2 separate regions of the Mus musculus genome follow, and region 2 is linked to region 1. The links are chromatin contacts, called in public Hi-C maps. All regions are on one chromosome and are shown on one strand. Each heading gives the region's core, a stretch centred on a gene start, on an enhancer-like site or on the middle of the called end of the contact. The rest is flanking DNA. Distances are from core to core; before and after follow the strand shown. Region 1 has its middle 82 kb from the start of Macir. Region 2 overlaps Macir (macrophage immunometabolism regulator).

The links. Hi-C and Micro-C count contacts between places; a contact is called where the count stands out from the background.
Region 2: a Hi-C map of double positive thymocytes shows a contact between it and region 1, with 2.9 times the contacts expected there. The contact joins two enhancer-like sites. A contact is called at or near these places in 15 of 484 Hi-C or Micro-C datasets (B cells, CD4 T cells, CD8 T cells and 7 more) and 2 of 115 datasets of contacts at active chromatin or transcription factors (the SCID.adh cell line and pancreatic cancer cells).

What each region holds. Positions count from the first base shown.
Region 1 is chr1:97,577,477-97,582,554 of GRCm38.p6, reverse strand. No RefSeq gene overlaps it. Among named protein-coding and RNA genes, the nearest start is that of Macir, 82 kb to the left of the region's middle. Within about 2 kb of position 2,059, at least 93 of the 459 cell types and tissues checked have an H3K27ac peak or open chromatin away from gene starts, as enhancers often do. A contact at or near this core is called in double positive thymocytes and pre-pro-B cells, where this site is marked.
Region 2 is chr1:97,644,641-97,649,718 of GRCm38.p6, reverse strand. Macir (macrophage immunometabolism regulator) reads left to right here. Exons shown (of 3, transcript NM_133825.3): 3 at 3,358-5,078. The coding sequence starts at 3,381. The coding sequence ends at 4,004. Among named protein-coding and RNA genes, the nearest start is that of Macir, 15 kb to the left of the region's middle. Within about 2 kb of position 1,973, at least 18 of the 459 cell types and tissues checked have an H3K27ac peak or open chromatin away from gene starts, as enhancers often do. A contact at or near this core is called in double positive thymocytes and pre-pro-B cells, where this site is marked.

The DNA.
Region 1 (5,078 bases), core at 810-3,309:
GATGCAGGCAGGCAGGCAGGCAGACAGACAGACAGACAGACAGACACACACACACACACACACACACCTTGCTACATCAAAGAGTTTCTTAGGTTTCTATTGCAGTAATAAACTTTGTGACCAAAAGCAGCTTGAAGAAGCCAAGGCAGGAAAGCAGAGCAGGAACTTGGAGGCAGGAACAAAGGCTGTCATCATGGAAGATACCCATTGTCTTGCTCCTCTCGGTTTCCTTGGTTTTCTTTCTTATGTATCACAAGACCACCTGCCCAGAGATGGTGTTGCCCACAGTAGGCTGGATCCTTCCACATCAATCATCAGTCATTGATTCCCCACATACACTTGCCTACAGGTAAACCTAGTGGAGGAATGTTCTCAGTCGGACTTTTCTCTTCCCAAGTGACACTGGCCTATGTCAAGCTGACAAAAAAAGCAAAACCAAAAATATTAACCAGCACACAAGATGCTTAGACAATTTTCCATGTTATATTCTGGGAATGTTATCCTTTGTGGCCGAGACTGAGTTGAAGAATTTGGAGTTAAGTTCTTCAAAGGACATGTGGTCTGGGTCTACAGCCATTAGTCTAGTGAGAGTTAACTTATTGATTTTACTGATCTTACAAGGTATTTGGTGTTTGATCACATTATTTTTTTTGGCCCATCCATTTATGTTTTTATTTTCATTATTTATTTGATTTGTTTACTTTGGATTTTGTACTTTTGCTGGTTTCATTGACTAGAAATACTGGTTATTGACTTTAGATCTCTCTTCTATAACTTTTCACGCATGTAACCAATGTTGATAAGTTGAATTTTCAATTTTATGTTAGTTCAAAATGCTTTAAAATTTTCTTGAGATTTCCTTTTTGTTCCATATATTCTTTAGTGTGCTTAATACAAGGGGGTGAAAAAATAAATTTTCTAAGTACTTTGCAATTGTCCAGACATATTTCGTTATGATTAATATGCTAAGGGCATTAATAGAAAAAGTCACAGCATGTAATCATAGGTGGGTAATTTAAATATTCTGTTAAAGTCTTGGTCTGATGCTTATAATAGTCTTGTTCTATCTGATTTCACAATGATTCATATTTAGTTCCAAACTGTGGTTTTGTTATTTGTTTAGTTTTGTTACATTTTTCTTTTAGCGTGTATTGTCATATTCTGTTAGAAGATTGGGTTTGTATTCCTACACAAACCATCATGACTGAGGAGCAAGTTGGGGAGGAAAGGGTTTATTCAGCTTACACTTCCACATTTCTGTTCATCACCAAAAAGTCAGGATGGGAACTCACACAGGGCAGGAATCTGGAGGCAGGAGCTAATGCAGAGGCCATGGAGAGTGCTGCTTACTGGATGCTTCCCCTATCTTGCTCGGCCTCTTTTTTATAGAACCCAGGACTACCAGCCCAGGGATGGCACCGCCCACAATGGGCTGGGCCCTCCCACCCTTGCCCACTAATTGAGAAAATGCCTTACAGCTGAATTTCATGGAGGTGTTTCTTCAAGGGAGGCTCCTTTCTCTGTGATAACTCCAGTTTGTGTCAAGTTGACACACAAAACCAGCCAGTACAATAGGTATGGTGTCTCTGTAAAAGCAACTGGGGTAGGTAAATAGACATTTAGTGGTGTGGCATAAGTTGTGGGGCAGAGGGCATGCTCTCAAGACTGGATGAAGTCTTGGTGAACCTTTGGCCTCAGGTGGGGCAGGAGGCCTAAGGGCAAGGCTTGTTAAGAACAACAGAGTGTCCAGCTATATTTCAAGGTAGTTCTGCTTGCCTTCTTCATGTTAAAAACTCTCTCTCTCTCTCTCTCTCTCTCTCTCTCTCTCTCTCTCTCTCTCTCTCTCTCTCTCTCTCTCTCTCTCTGTGTGTGTGTGTGTGTGATTGGTTCCTCACTAGGAGAAGCTGGTTAGGGTGATGGAATTAGCCTTGTAAGCATGTGAGGCTCCCCACACCTTGTTTCCCTGGGGGTTTTACATCTCAGGGTTGCCTGGGCTGAGCCTCCAGTAATCTGTCAGCTACAACTCAGGTGGTTCCACCCAGCACTAGTTCCCACGGAGGGGTTTCCTTTTGAGGGTTTCTGTTCTGGCAAGCCCTGCTTCTCTGTGCCCGCCTGTCTGCCTTTCTGATCATGAAGACAGCCGTTGGTCCTGTGACCTCATTTCTCTGACAGATCTAAGAAGAGGTGTTTTTTTTTTTTTTTTCATTTCTCACATTTCACCCAGAAACAGGAAGTATGCACAGCTCTTTTTTTTTTTTTTTTTTTTTTTTTTTTTTTTTTTAAAGGTTTGATAAATACAAAGTATTTTTTTTTTTTTTTTTTTTTTTTTTTTTTGTTTTTTTTTTTTTTTCCATTTTTTATTAGGTATTTAGCTCATTTACATTTCCAATGCTATACCAAAAGTCCCCCTTACCCACCCACCCCCACTCCCCTACCCACCCACTCCCCCCCTTTGGCCCTGGTGTTCCCCTGTACCGGGGCACACAAAGTCTGCGTGTCCAATGGGCCTCTCTTTCCAGTGATGGCCGACTAGGCCATCTTTTGATACATATGCAGCTAGAGTCAAGAGCTCAGGGGTACTGGTTAGTTCATAATGTTGTTCCACCTATAGGGTTGAAGATCCCTTTAGCTCCTTGGGTACTTTCTCTAGCTCCTCCATTGGGAGCCCTGTGATCCATCCATTAGCTGACTGTGAGCATCCACTTCTGTGTTTGCTAGGCCCCGGCATAGTCTCACAAGAGACAGCTACATCTGGGTCCTTTCGATAAAATCTTGCTAGTATATGCAATGGTGTCAGCGTTTGGATGCTGATTATGGGGTGGGGCTCAGAACTGAACAAAGAATTCTCACCTGAGGAATACCGAATGGCAGAGAAGCACCTGAAAAAATGTTCAACATCCTTAATCATCAGGGAAATGCAAATCAAAACAACCCTGAGATTCCACCTCACACCAGTGAGAATGGCTAAGATCAAAAATTCAGGTGACAGCAGATGCTGGCGAGGATGTGGAGAAAGAGGAACACTCCTCCATTGTTGGTGGAATTGCAGGCTTGTACAACCACTCTGGAAATCAGTCTGGCGGTTCCTCAGAAAATTGGACATAGTACTACCGGAGGATCCAGCAATACCTCTCCTGGGCATATATCCAGAAGAAGCCCCAACTGGTAAGAAGGACACATGCTCCACTATGTTCATAGCAGCCTTATTTATAATAGCCAGAAACTGGAAAGAACCCAGATGCCCCTCAACAGAGGAATGGATACAGAAAATGTGGTACATCTACACAATGGAGTACTACTCAGCTATTAAAAAGAATGAATTTATGAAATTCCTAGCCAAATGGATGGACCTGGAGAGCATCATCCTGAGTGAGGTAACACAATCACAAAGGAACTCACACAATATGTACTCACTGATAAGTGGATACTAGCCCAAAACCTAGGATACCCACGATATAAGATACAATTTCCTAAACACATGAAACTCAAGAAAAATGAAGACTGAAGTGTGGACACTATGCCCCTCCTTAGAAGTGGGAACAAAACACCCATGGAAGGAGTTACAGAAACAAAGTTTGGAGCTGAGATGAAAGGATGGACCATGTATGCACAGCTCTTAACCTAGAGTTTCCCACCAGTTACTGATACAGCTTGGATATATGGACAAAAGGACGTGTGATGGTGATTTTATTGGAGTTTATTTCTAGTGTGTATGATAGGTGGAGTCAGGTGGGGAAAGAAGGAGAGCTGATGTGAATATGCGTTACAAGGCTGGCCACTCCTTAAGATATTGCTCAATTCTGAGGAGTACTTGAGAAACCCATATAAACAATTACTGCTAAATCAAGTCTGAGAGGTGGCATGGAAATCAGACTTTACCTACTGATCTAGTCTCCTCATCAAAAGTTCACTTCGCAGTATAGTTATTTCCTCTTCATGTCTGGATAAGACATGCTTTAAGGGATGTATGTATGTATGTATGTTTGTTTGTATGTTTGTATGTATATTCCTTTGCTGGAGCAGTCTCCTGAAAGCAGGGACTGAATGGTTGGATATAGATACCCTATTTTTTTTTCCTTTTCCTTTTTTTTTAGAGACAGGGTTTCTCTGTATAGCACTGGCTGTCCTGGAACTCACTTTGTAGACCAGGCTGGCCTCGAACTCAGAAATCTGCCTGCCTCTGCCTCCCGAGTGCTGGGATTAAAGGCTTGAGCCACCATGCCCGGCACTAGAGATACCATTTTAATGGTCAGTGATCTCAGGAAGCAAGAGTGAGGGGTTTGAGAGAAAGAGGAAGAAGAAAAAGGTTAAGTCAAGAGCAGTGGAATGTATGACTCAGGTCCTTGCAGTATGAAGATGGGGGAGAATTACATAGAATGTCTCTCTGAATTGATAATCCAATGCATGGGAGCTTGGGGGAGTGTTCACCCAGTGTTCCACCCCATATAAATTGTTAGTTGCTCCTGATGGCCATTCATTTCTTGCAGAATGCATACACATGGACATTTGGGTTTTGTAGAAGTAATACCAAGCTTGCATGCAAGAGTTCACTAAGGCAGGCTGGAAGAATGTGACATGGATTATCAGATGCCTCAGGGTCAAGAACATTGGGAGAAATGATAGAATGTTATTTCTTTTGTGGGTGGTATGGGATGGTATCTCTAGAATGGCCAGCACATGCTGACAGTGGGCCTCACATTTATACCCTGAAGAGAGCCTTGCCTATATGTAGTAAATTGGAGCCATGCAGATTTCCTGGTCATAGGTCAATCTGGAACAACAGAAGGGTAAGATATAATTACATTTAGGTGGTAGTCAATATGTTTGTTTAAATGCTTCTCTAGAAACAATTTTCTGGAAGGTTTTAGAGTTGCCCCCTCATACTTGTAGAATAATATTTGAAATTTTTTTAATAAGTGAGTACACAAGTCAAGTGAATTGGAAAAAAATGTTTGGTTTCCAACTCTTCTCTTCCTGGTGTGTATACCCATCGAGAGGTGGAGTCTGTTTCTCCACCCTCTTATAGGTGGACCAGCAGATAACTTTTTATAAGTCTTTAGATAACAAGTCAGCAGAAA
Region 2 (5,078 bases), core at 724-3,223, 67 kb before region 1:
AGGAGCTACTTAGTTGGTCCTGTGTGAGAGAAACAAGGTGCTTATTACCCTTTGCTGTTTTCTCCCTGAACTGTGGCTCTAGGCTGCTTGTGTAGAGCTGCACAGTAGGCATTCATTAGAAGAGTGGGGTACCAGAAAAGGCTCTAGCAGGGGGACCCCAGTGGAGGAGCTAGAGAAAGGGCTGACGGAGCTGAAGGGGTTTACAACCCTACAGGAAGAACAACAATATCAACCTACCAGACCCCCCCCCCCAGAGCTCCCAGGGATTAAACCACCAACCAAAGAGTACACATGGACAGACCCAAGACTCCAGCTGTATATGTAGCAGAGAGGATGGCCTTGTTTGGCATCAGTGGGAGGAGAGGCCCTTGGTCCTGTAGAGACTCCATGCCCCAGTGTAGGGAAATGCTAGGGCAGTGAGGAAAGAGTGGGTGGGGGAACACCCTCAAAGAAGCAGGGGGAATGGGAATAGGGGACTTGTGGTGGGGAATAACATTTGAAATGTAAACAAATAAGATAACCAATAAAAGAAGAAGGAAAAAGGCTCTAGAAGTCTCCATGTTAAGGAGCACAAGTTAGCTAATTGTCACCTTGAGTCTCTTATTTGCGGAGGGGCGAGGAAGGAGAAGGGGGCCTGGGAAGCAGACAGAGGTACGTGCAGACAGTCAGGTGGGGTATAGGGTAAAGAACCTTGCATGCACATGTGAGAGGGTCAGTGATGCCATTAGTACTGATAGGAACTGTAAGCTGTTTGTGAGAGCCTGGCTTATATCCCAGAGAGATGGAGGAAACCAGCCAATGAGCTGCTCTGAGTGTACACTCACTGTTGTTGCTTGGGATAAAAGTACAGATGCTAAGGAGTGCAGACTTTATGTTTAAGCGTACACATAGAGAGTGTGCTTTATGACTGCAACCTGCTTAGTGGTTTTCCCCACTCAAGGCAAAAAGGTGAGCCTCAGCACAGTGGATGTTTGATTGTCCCCCAGGTCACAATGCATAGGATCAGAACCGTGGGCTTTCATAGTGCATAGGGTCAGAACCGTGGACGTTCACAATGTGTAGGATCAGAACCGTAGACGTTATGTAACAAGTGAAAACAAACAAACAAACAAACCAGGTTGGTGGAAACCCATAGTTGTCATGGAGTGCCAGACTGGAAAGAAATAGAAGTCCATACTCACTCAATGAGGGCTGATGTCTGTAGTGTTAATGTCTGGTGGCTGTTCCAGGCCTGCGTGCGTGTGTTTGTGTGTGTGTGTGTGTGTGTGTGTGTGTGTGTGTGTATGTGTGTGTGTGTGTGTGTGTGTGTGTGTGTGTTTTCTTTTTTCCTGTTTTTTTCCTCCTTGGCCCTAGTTGTTTGGACCTCACCAGGTCTTTTGTTCCTGGCCTTGCAGGATGAAGTAAGTATCAGGTTGAATTGCTACCTGCAGATCTACCTGTCAGATAGCGAAGGTTGAAGGCCTTAGATTTGTCCTCTCCAAGGTTACATAGTTAGTAATCGAGGGCAGGTTCCTTTGTTGCTTGGCTTAGGACCAAGTTCCTTTAGCATAGCGATTAGTTGTAACTGGGTATGGTTCTGTGAGGCTCCTGGGCTGAGGTATCCAACAGGTCTCGACAGACGGGCAGTTACTATTTAGATCCTGCCAGCAGACAAGTGGGTTTTGTCCTAGGATAGTAACAAAATATAACAGAACCAGTTAATTTAAATCCAGAAAGCCAGGAGAGTAGTCTAAAGCTTGCAGTGAGCTGGGACCCCTGAACACAGGCTGCTGCCCTTGACTCTGCTGCTGCACTGTGGTAAGGACAGGTGCGTCTTGTGTTTCTTCGTCTCCTAATGAAGGAACGTAGGAAAAAGCTTCACACACTTCCTGTTTCGTTTGGTTTTAGTTTTCTGGTTGCCTGAAATTGAAGTAAGTACTGAAACCTTAGGAAAGTAGCTCCTTGTTTTATTAAAGCTCTTTTGAGAATTGTGTGACATAATACACTTCCTCAAGAAATTCCTCATAGTAAACTCAGTCACTTGACATTTTGATTAATATTCTTGGAGACTTCCTTAAAAAAAAAAGCCAATAGAAACTCAACTAAAATTAAACTTTCTCAGAAGACATTATCTCTGTTTTCTCTATTATTTTGTTTCCCAAAATTTGTATTATCTGCTGTTTTCTAGGAACCTAGCCATTTTTCATGACACTGGGTGTCATTAGGTTTTCAAAACTACATAAAGTGATAATTGCAGCGAACAATCCTATTATTCATTGTGAATCATTCTTTTTAGGAAGCTGTTCAAGACTGTCTCAGGCATTGTAAAATAAAATAACTGTGTGCTTCTGATGTTTTATGATTAAAGAGTCATATAAAATGGCATTCTGTAGTCTCCATGTATTTTGAAAAATTCATCTATTTTTATGATATGCTTATAGGTGATTAGTCTACATGTGTGCCTGTGCAGCATGTGCATGCAGTACCTTCACAGGCAGGTAGAGGGCAGTGGGTCATCTGGAGGAGTTCAGTTGGTGGTTAGCTGCTGTGTGGGTCTGCTGCAAGAGCAACCAGTGCCTTTCCCATCTGATCTCTCTCTCCAGGGCCATTTACATATGCTTAGTATTAGTTTTAGGGTTAGCTTTTTAACTACAGCACGATTGTCTTTAACTCATTGGAGATTTCAGAGGATGAGTTTTTTTTGCAAGGCTTCCTTCCCACCTCTAAATGCTCAGTCATATTGTTAGGATAGCTACCAGGTGAACCGGTCAGTCAGGAGATTGTACAGGAGTCCTCACGCACAGTTGCAAAGCCTCACAGGTGTGAAGGGTGGAGTAGTTATACATCTAAGTTAAAGGAGAGGAAATTTAGCTTACACATCAAATCATTTTGAAACCACTTTGTGAAAACCTGTGTGTTTACCTATGTTTGCCTACTGTTGGGATTTGTACTCAGTTTCTAAGCATACCAAGGAGTAAACTGGCGCTTGGAGACGTAGCCCATTCTCATTTCTTCCCTGTCTCATCATCTCCATAAAGCTTCCAATGGTCATTGAGCTGCCTGTGCGTTCCTGAGCACAGGATGGCAGCGCTCATTTGTGCCAACTTGGAGACGTAGCCCATTCTCATTTCTTCCCTGTCTCATCATCTCCATAAAGCTTCCAATGGTCATTGAGCTGCCTGTGCGTTCCTGAGCACAGGATGGCAGCGCTCATTTGTTACCTGCTCTGATGTGTCTCATAGACAGAGGCGGGGATCTGTGTGCTGTACAGTGTCTGTCTTCAAGACAGTGTTGTTCATGCTCTGTGTGTTCTGACAGCTCGGGCTCTGCCCAGAGCTGCGTGTTACCAACTTCTAATCTGAGTCTGTTTCCTTTCAGGCGTGTGCAGCCTGGTGCCTAAGATGGAAGTAGATATAAATGGGGATTCCAGAAGTACCCTGACCACCCTGCCCTTGCCTGTGGCTGAGGGAAGCTCTCCAGGAAAAGCAGAGGCAGAGAAACCCCGCTGCTCTAGCACACCCTGCTCGCCCATGCGCCGGACTGTGTCTGGTTATCAGATCCTCCACATGGACTCTAACTACTTGGTTGGCTTCACCACTGGTGAGGAACTCCTGAAGTTAGCCCAGAAGTGCACAGGAGGGGAAGACAGCAAGGGAGAAGCCATGCCCGCCTTGCGCGCTAAACAGCTGGACACGGGACTCGCGCGTTCCTCTCGTCTGTATAAAACTAGAAGTAGGTACTATCAGCCATATGAGATCCCAGCGGTTAATGGCAGGAGGCGAAGGCGGATGCCCAGCTCAGGAGACAAGTGCACCAAACCCTTACCTTATGAACCTTATAAGGCCCTCCATGGGCCCTTGCCTCTATGTCTTCTTAAAGGTAAGAGGGCTCACTCCAAATCTCTGGACTACCTCAATCTAGATAAAATGAACATCAAGGAGCCAGCTGACACGGAAGTGCTACAGTACCAGCTTCAGCACCTGACCCTCCGAGGGGACCGAGTGTTTGCTAGAAACAATACATGAGTGGCGTGGGCAGAGTTTAAACCACTTTAGGTCAGCCTATGCTCGGCTAGAGAAAAATCTACTGTCGTACTCTGTACATGACCCTTCACGTTAGAGATGGTTATATCAGCTAAGTGTTCCTGGAACATAAAAATTGTTTGGATCAAGTTTTGGATACAGGAATGAAATCACAGGTACTTGGGGCGGGGCGGGGGGATATCATTCTAGAGCACGCAATTGCAAAGAAAACCGAATGTTGACTGTTAGTTTGCATAGCTTTTTAGCTAGGAAAAGGCTTTGGTGCAGTAATTTCACCTTTATGAGTCTGACACCCAAATTGGGAATGTTACCTGCTTGGTTGTTGCTAACTTGGTATGATTCATTAGAAATTTATACCGAAGTACCCAGTGCTTCTTGGATCTCTGTATTTTACTATAAAATGTATGTAATGATTTGTCTTATGAAATTTAAAGCTTGAACACGGCTGAACTGGACCACTTTTTATTTTTAAATATTGAGTTTAAATATTTTATAACTGGTTTTGCACTGAAAACAATTAACATTTCAGATAATTAAGAGAATAATCTTTCTTCACTTGCCTCAATAATGATATTGAGCAATGGATTTTTTTTTTTAATTTCCGCATGGAAAGTTACTGATCTTTATGGCTGTAAAATATTCCTTTCTAGCATTATTAAAGTGTGTCTTAATAAAATTAAATTTGGGATACAAAGTATTTATTTTACGATGGGTAGCGGGTGGGGCGCTTTTCAGAATGTTTCCAATATGAAGTTTTCGTCAGTTGGAAACATTTCCTTAGTGCTTATTATCAATTTAAATTCCACATGGAACTTGAAGACAGGGAGGATTCTCAGCACTGGGTTGTCAGTATAGTGCTGCTTGCATCTTTACTTCTTGTAAGTGACTGCAGCTCTAGCAGAGGAGCTCCTGATTTTGACTATCAAAGGCTTAAACTGAGTATGAAGTGATACCGCTCAGCCCAGGGTTGGGTCTTTCCAGGCTCAGTTCTCTGCAGCGAGGCACTCATCAAAACTTTAGTTCGGGATTAGCGTAGGAGCCCAACATACTCCTACA